Linked DNA regions of Macaca mulatta: all the other regions are linked to region 1. The links are chromatin contacts, called in public Hi-C maps. All regions are on one chromosome and are shown on one strand. Each heading gives the region's core, a stretch centred on a gene start, on an enhancer-like site or on the middle of the called end of the contact. The rest is flanking DNA. Distances are from core to core; before and after follow the strand shown. Region 1 holds the start of LOC144329770. Region 2 holds the start of SEMA7A (semaphorin 7A). Region 3 holds the start of C7H15orf39 (chromosome 7 C15orf39 homolog).

The links. Hi-C and Micro-C count contacts between places; a contact is called where the count stands out from the background.
Region 2: a Hi-C map of fetal cortex germinal zone shows a contact between it and region 1, with 2.8 times the contacts expected there. The contact joins the promoter of SEMA7A here to the promoter of LOC144329770 in region 1. A contact is called at or near these places in 3 of 14 Hi-C or Micro-C datasets (fetal cortex germinal zone, fetal cortical plate and liver).
Region 3: a contact with region 1 is called in a Hi-C map of fetal cortex germinal zone, with 4 times the contacts expected there. The contact joins the promoter of C7H15orf39 here to the promoter of LOC144329770 in region 1. A contact is called at or near these places in 3 of 14 Hi-C or Micro-C datasets (fetal cortex germinal zone, fetal cortical plate and liver).

What each region holds. Positions count from the first base shown.
Region 1 is chr7:52,713,907-52,717,625 of T2T-MMU8v2.0, reverse strand. LOC144329770 reads right to left here and starts at 2,370. Exons shown (of 7, transcript XM_077938803.1): 1 at 2,232-2,370; 2 at 1,923-2,013; 3 at 1,739-1,815; 4 at 550-679. The coding sequence starts at 2,370.
Region 2 is chr7:52,367,085-52,370,565 of T2T-MMU8v2.0, reverse strand. SEMA7A (semaphorin 7A) reads left to right here and starts at 1,594. Exons shown (of 14, transcript NM_001266762.1): 1 at 1,594-1,792. The coding sequence starts at 1,621.
Region 3 is chr7:53,171,547-53,175,442 of T2T-MMU8v2.0, reverse strand. C7H15orf39 (chromosome 7 C15orf39 homolog) reads right to left here and starts at 1,843. Exons shown (of 3, transcript XM_001102160.5): 1 at 1,666-1,843.

The DNA.
Region 1 (3,719 bases), core at 1,121-3,620:
ATTTTTGTATTTTCAGTAGAGATGGGGTTTCACCATGTTGGCCAGGCTGGTCTTGAGAACTCCTGACCTCAAGTGATTCACTCACCTCGGCCTCCCAAAGTGCTGGGATTACACACGTGAGCCACTGACACTCTACTCAAGTGATCCACCTGCTTCGCCCTCCCAAAGTGCTGGGATTACGGTGTGAGCCACTGAACCCAGGGCCGGTCCTTTTTTATTGTTTTTTTTCTGAGTCAGGGTCTTGCTGTGTCACCCGGGCTGGAGTACAGTGGTGCGATATCAGCTCACTGCAACCTCCGTCTCCTGGGCTCAAGCAATCCTCCTACCTCAGCCTCCTGAGTAACTGGGACTACAGGCACGCACCACCATGCCCAGCTAATTTTTGTATTTTTGGTAGAGACAGGGTTTCACCATGTTGGCCAGGATGGTCTCGATCCCTTGACCTCATGATCTGCCTGCATTGGCCTCCCAAAGTATTGGGATTACAGGAGCGAGCCACCGCACCCGGCCTGTGGCCAGTTCTTATCCCCCAAAGATTTCCACCCTCACCCCGCAGCCAGGCTTGGCTTCTGCAGCCTGCAGCCCTCAGCGACTCCAAGTCCACTGCAGCCGGTGGTGTAGCCAGCTCTCAATGCCCGTCTCCACTGAGCGACCAGCCAGCAGTGTGCTTGGCAGCTTACTGAGGAGGCCCACCAGGTGGGCTGCTGGGGGCCAGCCCCTTGCGTGGGGCCTGGCGTGGGTGCTGACACCCACTCCCCACCCCCACTTTGCTGAATGAGTAAGGATTGATGTTGGGGTGACAGGACCAAAGCTTGGGAGGAATCAGGCCAGCTAGAGCCAGGGTGTGTGACTGGGGCCCAGGGAGATGATGTTTGGTGGCAGTGCCCTGTTCCAGCCGCACTGGAGCCCTCACCTTCCCTGGGTGACTGCCGTATCCCCAGCTTGGTTCTCTGTCTTTGTGAGCAGGGCATTTATTTTCTGCTAATGTTAGCTGGAGGTCAGTCTCTGTTGTTTGTGACTTAGAAGCCTGACTGGTGCCCCCAGACCCCACCCCCATCGTGGCGGGTGGGAGGATGAGGTCAGGTCTTGCGTGGGAAGTGCCAGATTCACAGTGATTAGACAAAGGCCATTGTCTTCCCTTGCCCTCCGGGCGATCACTTGCCTCCTACCTCTTTCAGAATGCGGAATCCAGGCCGGGCTTGGTGGGTCACGCCTGTAATCCCAGCACTTTGGGAGGCTGAGGCGGGCGGATCACTTGAGCTCAGGAGTTCAAGACCAGCCTGGCCCACATGGTGAAACCCCATCTCTACTAAAAATACAAAAAATTAGCCAGGTGTGATGGCTCACGCCTGTAGTCCCAGCTACTCAGAGACTGAGGCAGGAGAATCGCTTGAACCCAGGAGGTGGAGGTTGCAGTGAGCAGAGATCGCGCCACTGCACTCCAGCCTGGGTGACAGAGTGACTCCATCTCAAAAAAAAAAAAAAAGAGAAAATCTAGAATCCAGTCTCGTCTCTGGTGGCGCTGGCCTGTTGGTCTACTCGGGTCTGCGGAAGAACAGCCCCACCTCGTGGCCACAGCACAGAGCCCAAGGGGAAGGGATGAGAGAGCCACAGAGAGGCAGACAAGGTCACACCGCCCTGTTGGGCTGGCCCAGAGGCACGCCTGGAGAGCAGGTGCATGTCTGCTCTGGGAAAGATGAGCTGTTTGGCTCCTGGGAGGACCATGTCCCAGACTTACCTAGGGCTGGAGCCACGGCTGACTGTTCCCGATTGGGAGCATCACAGGGCAGGTGCTGGGTGGGTGAGGGCAGGGAGCTGGAAGGTGCCCCATCTGGCTATGGAAGAACTTTTCTAGGTGAGGTGCTGGGGAGCGGGTGAGCCAGATCAGCACATGGCTGATGGGACTCCACAGGACCCCGTACCGTGGGCTGCTCCCTGATTTGAAGGCCACCACCACACTGGTCCCTGGGGATCCTGGATTGGCCTCAGTGTTGCTGACATCCTCAGATTTTCCTGAGCAATAAGAGCAAAGTGAGAACAGGTAGGAAGGCACACTGTTGAATACCTACTGTGTGCTGGGTGTTTGCACATTTGCTCTCATTTGATCATCTCCCTTCAAGGAAAACAGTAGCATCTAGATCTTATCTGTAGGGTAAGGGAGACCCACAGAGGGTGACTTACAGAACCACCCCAGAGCCTGAACTCTTTTTCCTGCCCCATGAGGAGGTCACCAGATGGCAGCTGCAGAGACCCCAGACCCCAGGTCCTAGGTTTGCTCGGCGGTGAAGGGCTGCAAGCTGGGGGAGATGTTTGCCTTCTGCCTGCTAGCCCTCCATCTAGACCTTCAGAAGCTTCTGGTGCAGGGGCCATCTCCTGCTGGACATGGTTGGGGTAGGAGGGTCTGGTTGCAACAGTCCTGGACCTCCAGGTGGGAGGCAGAGATAGGGCAAAGGTGGAGGCAGGGCCAGGAAGGAGGAGCATGATGTGGCAGACTGGGGTCAAACTCCTGACTTCACAGTCTGCCCTGAGCCTTGTCCGCAGCTTTCAGCTTGGCCCAGGCCCTTTGAGGGGAAGCACAGGTATTGATGCCAAGTCGGAGGGTCATGTGTTGCCCCAGTCACTTCTGCATGGGCTCCAAGAGCCACCAGCAAGCTTGAGGCCAGATCCAACTCTGCAAATGACTAGAGATGTCATCCTGGGCAAGTGACCTCCTGCCCCTCTGTCCCCATCTGCCCAGTGGGCATTAGCACGTCGCTATTCCAGTGAGCTGTAAGGACTAAGTGGGGCTAAGTGCCAGGAGGGACCTGGCATAGAGCAGGTGCTCGGGGAACTTTGGCTGATTCTCAAGTGAAAGCAGAAGCAAGGGGACAGCTGGACTGCAGTCATCTCCAAGATCCTGGAATTTAATCCCTTTGAATATAAGATCCCTGAGGAGAGGCAGGTGGGGGTGTAGGTCCGTGAAGAACTGGCTGCTCTCATCCCTGTGCCTTTGGCGCACTTGCAAGCCTCGTTTTCTCACCTGTTGCTCCAGCTAAGTGGGCAGTGTGAGAGTCCCAGGAAGTTACAAATGGATCTGTGCCATCAGTGTTCCCAGTACCCCAGCACAGAAAAGATAATGGATCAGCCTTGAGGGTAGTGAGCTCTCTGTTCTTGAAAGTATGAGAACAGAAGTTGAACTGGCAGGGAGTTGGATGAGGAATATTTATTTATTTCTTTATTTATTTGAGATGGAGTCTTGCTCTGTCGCCCTGCCTGGAGTGTAGTGGCGTGATCTTGGCTTACTGCAACCTCTGCTTCCTGGGTTCAAGCAATTCTCCTGCCTCAGCCTACCAAGTCGCTGGGATTACAGGTGCCTGCCACCACGCTTGGCTAATTTTTTTGTATTTTTAGTAGAGACGGGGTTTTACCATGTTGGCCAGGCTGGTCTCGAACTCCTGACCTCAGGTGATCAGCTCGCCTCAGCCTCCCAAAGTGCTGGGAAGCCACTATGCCTGGCTTCACGAGGAATTTCTACTCCAGGTGGGTCTATGAGGACCAGGCCAGGGAATGAGGGAGGGGAAGTGGGGGGCTGTTCTCTGGCCACTCTTAGTGGCTTCTCTAGAATTTCTGCATAGGACGGACTTGAGACTTGTCTTGAAGTTGTATTTGCAAAACAAAGTCGCTTATTCCTTAGATTGCCTTTTTATTTGGGGTGGGGTCCCCAAGACACTGGATAAAGG
Region 2 (3,481 bases), core at 345-2,844, 350 kb after region 1:
AGCTTTGCATAGACAGGAGAGACACTGGGGCAATACCTATTTAGCAGATGAAACCGAACGTCCATCTTAGAGGCTAGCCTGGGCCAGGCTCCACTGCTGGCTTCAGGGCCACAGGCTTAGGTGCAGGCCTGGGGAGGAGCTCTTAGACTGTCCACAGCCTCCCTCTCTGGGGCACTGTGCCCCTGGGTATCATGGGGCTGTTGGCTCCACCCAGTGGGCCAGGAGCCTCGCTCTGCACTGTCTCTGGAGGTGCCTTGAGTTTACCTTCCTGGCCTGCTGCGGTGCCTCAGGGCTCTCAGGGAAGAGGGAGGGGACAACTGGAAGCAAAATGTAGAATGGTAAAGTCAAACTTCTTGGTAGCAAAACTTCCCTGGTTCCAGGGGGTAAAAACAACAACCAAATGGTCCTGGCCCCATGGAGCAGGGCAGAGGGCAGAGGGCAGAGGGCAGCCAGCCCACCGCCTTTGCTGGTGTCTGCAGTGCATGAATCATATCTACGTCTGTGAGTTCTGAAGGTTGGATATTCACCTCTGCTCCTTCCTCATCCTGTCTTCTCAGTAAACACTAGATAAGTACTTACTGAGCTGGGTGGATTTTCCATTCATGGTTCCCTGGGGCACAAGTGGAGGTGGTAGATCTGGGCCGTCTCTGGTCTAGAGAGAGAAGACCCTTTTACAAAGGGCAGGCACGTAGTTCTGAGAGGAGGAACTGATGGCAGAACTGGCTGAGCTGCTCAGGTAACTGCAGAGGGTCTGGGCCTGGACCCCCAAGGCAGTCCCCACTGAATGGTCAGATTGCCTGAGATAGGTGAGCCCTAGGTACTTTGTGGGCAGAGATCCCCTTAAGCTGTTCTCACCCTCCCTCCCCCACAGTGAGTCTTGGGCATGGGGGATGCTCCCCTCTCTACTTGGGGAAGGGGCCTTCCTAATTATATCCCCCTCCACTCACATGGAAATGAGTTTGGATTTTCTGAGCGTACACCAGCTGGCTGGGGGGGAGGCAGCCCAGAAGGCTGCTGGCTGGGGAAGGGAGGAGAAAGGAGAGGGAGGGGAAGGAGCCAGGCCAAGATGAAAAATTTCCAGTGTTCTCCCAGGCAGAGCAATAGCGGGTCCCTGAGTGCTCCCCACATATCATCGTTGTTCCTGCTGGTAGGCTCAGCAGGAAGCCGTGTCCACTTAGGCGAACTCATCCTCCAAGGACCATAGTCCTCAGGGTGCGAACCACTTAGCTGGCCATAGCAAGGTTGTTGGGTGTTGGACTCCTCTGTGCCTTTGGACAGAGGTCCTCCACGACTTCTAGGCCAATCTTTTTATGGGGTGCAGGGAGTGGAACTGAGGCCCAGAGAGGGGATAGGGCCTGCCGCCCCTGGCAGAAGACCACAAGTCTGGCTTGTCCGCAGCTGGGCTTTCCCCGTAGAGTTGCCCGGGAGAGGGTGCGAAGGTTCCCCCAGCGGTTCCGCTCTCGCTCAGGAAAGCCAGTGAGGCGAGAAAAGGCTGCGAGGGGCGGGGGGAGGGGCGGGGTGGGGTCAGCGCTGGCTCCGCCTCCTAGCGCTTGGGTCTGCCTGCGGCCGGGCGCTGGCTCAGTCTCGGCTGATTGCTGCTGTCGCTCCCGGGGCCACGGGATGACGCCTCCTCCGCCCGGACGTGCCGCCCCCAGCGCACCGCGCGCCCGCGTCCCTGGCCCACCGGCTCGGTCGGTGCTCCTGCTGCGGCTGCTGCTGCTGCTCTGGGCGGCCGCCGCCTCCGCCCAAGGCCACTCAAGGAGCGGACCCCGCATCTTCGCCGTCTGGAAAGGTAGGCGGCGCCGCGCGGCTGGTCGGGCGCGGGATCAGACGCTGCGCGGGGCGGGTGCGGAGTATGCTGCACCCGGAGGGAGTGCGTGCGCTTGGCTCTGCGGGTCCCGGGCTGTCCCCGCGCTGTCCTCGCGTGGAGCGTGTGGGTTTGGGTGAGTGTGTGTGAGTGTGTGCGCTGGCACACCAGAGCCGGCTGTAACGCTGCGGCGAGCGAGCGGCGGGGCCGGAGCCCCGGCCAAGTCGCACCAAGTCTCTGGCAGCCGGGAGCCGCAACGCCCGGGCGCCAGGGGAGGGGGCGGGCCCCTCTCTCGGCCCCGAGCCAGTCTGGGTTCTCTGGCTCGGGGGCTTCGGCGCAGGACCCTTGCCCCGCCCGGGACACCAACCCCGGTCCCTTCCTCTTGAGCTGCGGGCTCTGCTGGCGCGCGGGGCGCAGGCTGGGCCGGCGAGGGGGGCGCGGACCCCTTGCCGCCGCCGCCGCGCTTCGGCAGCGGGAACAAAGACCCCGCCGCCTGCCCCCGCCCCCGCCCCGGCCTGGAGCTCGGGCCAGGCAAGGGGGTGGGCACCCTGCGGCTAGGCGGCGGGACATGGTGTGGTGCGGGGGCTTGGGGTACCAGGGCGCTGCCTCCGCAATGCCGGCACCGGCTGCTCCCCCCTTGCCCGCACGTGGCAGTTGTCACCAGAAATCGGCTCCAGCGTTGGGGGGCAGTGCCCGTTGGGTGGGGCACGGCTGTTGGGACCCCCAGGCGCTGGATCTAGGGCGGGGGTGCAGCCTTTAGGCCAGGGTAGGTATAAGAACCTGGGGGACCGGAGTCTCCCCCAAGGCACCTCAGTTTAAACCCTGTACTATGGGACAGAAAGCCGGCTAGGCGGGTGTTTGAGGCTTTCTGCCGTGAGGAACTGATCTCCCCTCCCCTGCATTGCACACAAATGCCTCCCCGCCCCCAGGCCGACTCGGCTCTGTCCCCAAATTTGGCGTGTCTGCGGCCCCCCTGTGGTGATGGTGGGGGAGTCGCAGTGGGGACTGGGGGGACTGGTCGGGTCTAGCCCCACCGGGAGCCTTTTGATGCCTTTGGCAGTTTGCAGGGATTGCGGGAGTCTGAGCATTATCTGGGGCAGGTATTATTAGCAGAGGGGAAAAAAAAAAAACATACAGAAAACGAGTGGCCCGAACTGCCGCAGTAGCTGAGGGAATGTGACTTGCCCAAGGTCACTGAGCAGTGTGGGTGCTTAGGTGCAGGCAGGGGCTCTGATCTGGCACAGGACCAGTCCAGGTTCTGCATTAGGGAGGGGAGAAGGATTTAGATGGTTCAGGGACTATGAATGAGGTGTTCTGGGGACCAACTCGGCTACCCAGCCTGAGGTGCTCCTGGAGGAAGCCAAGCAGCCCTGCTAGAGCTCTAGCCGCCTGTGCATGTAGGAGACCTGCACACCACTCTGCAATCCCAGCTCTAGCCCCAGCTTCGTTTGCCCTCACAGCAGCTTTGCCTTCCCTCAGTCCCCTTGGCTGTCTTGGACATCATAGCATGTGGGCACTCTGGAAGGGACAAATGGGCATGTCTGAGTGTTCTGGAATCTTTCCCTACATCAAACCCTTTGCATTTTGGCTCTGTTTGCCTGTCCCACAGTCTTCCCATGAACCCCCACCCCCACCCCACTTAATGCACACCCGCTTCTTAGCACTTAATGCATA
Region 3 (3,896 bases), core at 594-3,093, 460 kb before region 1:
CTGCTGGGTCCCCACCCCCAACCCCAGGAGTCCCTCTCTCCTGGGCCTCAGCCCAAGGAATACCCTCTGCCCTGGAGACTTCTTGAGGCCCTTAACTGGGACCCAGCCAATAGACAGGAGACCACCTGGGACCCTCAAGAGTCTTCGTGGGAGGGGTGGTGGCTTCAGGGAGCCAACACAGAACTCTTAGGGACGTGGGAATGACCTTATCTCCTGCCAGGAGGAGGTGGAAAGCCCAGGATACACTCCCTCAAGGGAGACTCCTCCTCCACTCAAGACAGTTGCCAAAATGTAGGTGCCTCCTTCCCAGACCCATACTAAAGCAAGCAAGCTCTCGGACAGGGCAGGTGCCCAGGAAGCAGGCTCAGGTCATCTTTGAGAGGTAGCTCTGTTGATCCTCTGCCAAGCTCCAATGTCACTCAACCAGCACCCAGGCCAGGGTTCCAGAGAAGAGCCCACCACCGCAGCACTACCACTGCCTTACACAGTGGGAAAGGAAACAGCTCTCTGTTCCCACTTTCAGCTTCTAGGTGCCTAGGGATGGCCGATGGTAAACATCAGGATGAAGAGCGAGATTCCTGCCCAACTCTGGCCAGCATGTGGATTCTCCTGGAGGGCTGAATCGGGCCTCGCCGAATGTTCTCCCATCTCCCACCTTCCCTACCTGAGGCTCCGGACTCTCCAGACGCTACAATCCAACCTGGGGCAGCCCAAATTCTCCAGTGGAGGGGAAAGCGAAAGGGATCGGTCTCTATCCCCTTTGCCCTAGCCGCCCTGAGCATAACTCTGGTGCCTAGGGCCCACAGCCGACTTAGCTTTGAGGCTGCCGCCGCGCCCGACCTGGCGGGCTTCCGGGTGTCCCCAAGCCCCTCCCGGCAGCGCCGAGACGCACGTGCATCCAGCAGGCTGACACACAGGCCGCCGCCACGCATGCAAACCCGTGCCTGCACGTACGTGCATGGCCCACATCTGCACACACGCCATTCCAGAACTGCGCTCTCCCCTCGCTCTGGCCCCGGGCACACGTGTGCATGCAGGCAGGCCCGCGCACCCAGCCCCACACCGACGCCCGCAGACCGGCTGGAGATCCCGGAGCAGGGGCGGCCCGGCCGCAGGGTCCGGGCAGCCTCCGCCTCAGGGCGATCCCGCCAGCCTGGGCTGAGGCCAGACGGGTGAGTCAAGAGGTGGCGAAAAAACCGCAGGGCCGTCCCATCCCAGCAGGGCGCGTCCAGGGCCCCGCGGCGCCTCAGCGCCCGCCGCCCCCAGGCCCAGCCCTCCAGTGCCCCCTTGTCCCCTACCTCCCCCCAACGCCCTCCCCCGGCAATCCACTTGAGCAGGGCCCTGCGGGAGGCCCGAGGGCTCGGCCTGAGTTCCTTCTGGCCAGATTGGGCGCCTGGCCTCCGCCGGAGATCCAGGGCGCTAGCAGGCCCCGGGAGCCTCGAAGTCCAGGGAAAGTCGGAGCAGCGGCGCCACCCCTGCCCCGCAGCCCGGTCGCGGAGGGCCGGCGGCAGCCAGAAGCTGCAGCCCCTCGGCCCAGACGCGGCGCGCTCCGTCCCCAGGCCGGCCGGTAGGGGCGCCCTGGAGCAGCGCCATCCGCCCCTTCCCCACGCGCCGCCCGCAAACTCGGCCCAAGTTTCCGCGCCCGCCGAGCTGGCGAGCTCCTACCCGCAGAGCGCCAGGTCTCCCGCCGCCGCTACCCCAGGCCGCCTCCGCGTCCGCATCCTCCAGCGTCGCCCAGGCCGCGGGTCCTAGTACGGCCGGGCCCTGCGCGAGAAGTCGCGGTGAACAGCAAGCTCCGAGCAACCCTCCTCACTGCCGTTCGCGCCGCCGCCGGGCGCCGTCTGCGGTCCCGGGCGGGGCGGGCTGGGGGCGGGGCGGGGGCGGGGCGGCTCGCAGGGTGGGGGCAGAGCCCGGCCCCGCCTCTGGGAGCCTGCGCTCCTGTGTGCAGCGGGTGCCGGGGCCAGCGTGGGGCCAGCTTGCCGGGAGCGGGCCGCGGGCGCTGTGCACCGCCGGTACCCGCCACGCTCCACGAACCAGTGCCCGGCGGGCCGGTCACGCGCCTTCAGTCGCTCCGTTAGATCGTTCATTCACTGCCACTTTCTAGCGATGTGACCTTGCGCCTGCCACTTGACCTCGCTGAGCTTCAGTTTCCTTATTTGCAAAAGTGGAATTCTGTCTTCCTCATAGCGGTGGCGGTGTAAACTTGGAAAAGGGTGTTTGCAAATATCTGGCACACAGTAGGTGCCGGCATTCCCCTGTCCAGCACTAGTGTATTAGGGGGCTGGAGAAGGGCTTCTTGATCTGTCCCCTCATTTTGGTGTAGTCAATAAGGGCAATTTCCAGACTCCTGCTAGGGCAGGGCAACTGTCTGAGGAAGCGGCAATCTCCCCATCCCTGGAACGACCGGGAATGAGGGTGCTGGGGGATTTGCAAAGTAGCCTGGGCGAGGCTCCCTCCGTGAGGCAGACCTGCGCGCAGCCTACGAGGCGGGTGGAGGGAAGCACGCCCAGCCAGGAATGGTGTGTTGCAAAGAGAGGCTGGAGGGTGGGGAAGGGCTGCTTCTTCCTGGGCCATCTGACTGTGGATGAGAGCCCCTCAGTGCTACTTTATCTGAAAGAATCTGGTCCCACGAAGTTCCTGGGCTGCCTGAGGACTGGGAACAGGTGTGTGCAGTGGGGGAGGGGAGGGCAGGTGGACATGCCAAAGGCCAGAGTCAGTTCAGGAAGCAAAACTATCCCCTCAGATCCCAAAGGTAAGTTCTGCCTGAGTCAGAGCAGAACAGGCCTGAGGCTGCAGGTTCCAAGAATCACCAAGCAGCTGGAGCAGCTGGAGCTGAGGAGGAGGGCCTGGGGCTGCAGGTAGGAAGAGGAAGAGGAAGAGGAAGTGAGGTCACCTGGGGAGTGGGGGCAGGGGTGGGGGAAGAGTGTCACTTCATGTAGAGCTGGAAGAACCTTAGAAATAGAGTCTGGAACCATATAGGGAGGACACACTCAGAAAGGGTTGGAGGTCACAGGCTATTCCCTGCTCTTGCCCCTTACCAACTCTGCTCAGCCCTCCTCCTCCAGCACCGTGCCCGCGACCCTGTTCCTGCCCTGCTAGTGGGGTGGGAGGAGGGCTGTGTTCTTAGCCCCTGGGGTCTGGGAGTCTCACGTTGTGTGCTCAGATGTGCCCAGTGGTCTCTCCAATTTCCCTGAGTTGGAGTGGGACCAACCAGGCCAGGATGAGAAACTGTCTTGAGACACTAGGGGCTAGTTAAGATTTGCAGCACTGCTGAGCCTTGTGTTAATTCAGGGACACCTCACACAGACAGCAGCCCCACTCAACAGTATCTTGTCTGTTCCTTTTCCACATCACTTAAACACCCTGGACTGCCAAAGAAAGGACACAACACTGGGGGGACTTGGGAGCTACTTTGTAACTTTCTGAGCCTCAAATTTCCTCATTGCAAAAAGGGAGCAGAGAGAGACGTGCCTTAGCAACTGTGGTGTGGGCCAACATCAGTGTGGGAAATTGTTTGTAAACTCTAGGAAGCTCATAGAGTGTCCCCAGACTATGAGCTCCTGAAGACTCTGACCTTGCCCTTTTTCCTCTCTATACCAATGGTGGAGTGTGGAGCCTACAGAGAATGAAGGCAATCAATATAAGGTAACTGCCTTGGGAGCTCTACATGTTTTTATCAGCACTGTGGTCTTGCAGAGATGTGATATTCTAATGAGAAGGAATAGTGTGAATAAAAGCAGAGAAGGGAACCCTCTGTGCTTATATGGGCTTCCTGGGTGGAGTTAACACAGAAAAAGAAAGTAGTGTAGAAAAGGAGGTTTCTTCTCACCCTACCCCACCCCCATCACCACCAGGTCTGCCCAGGTTCCACATGGGACACACACACTCCTCTTCCA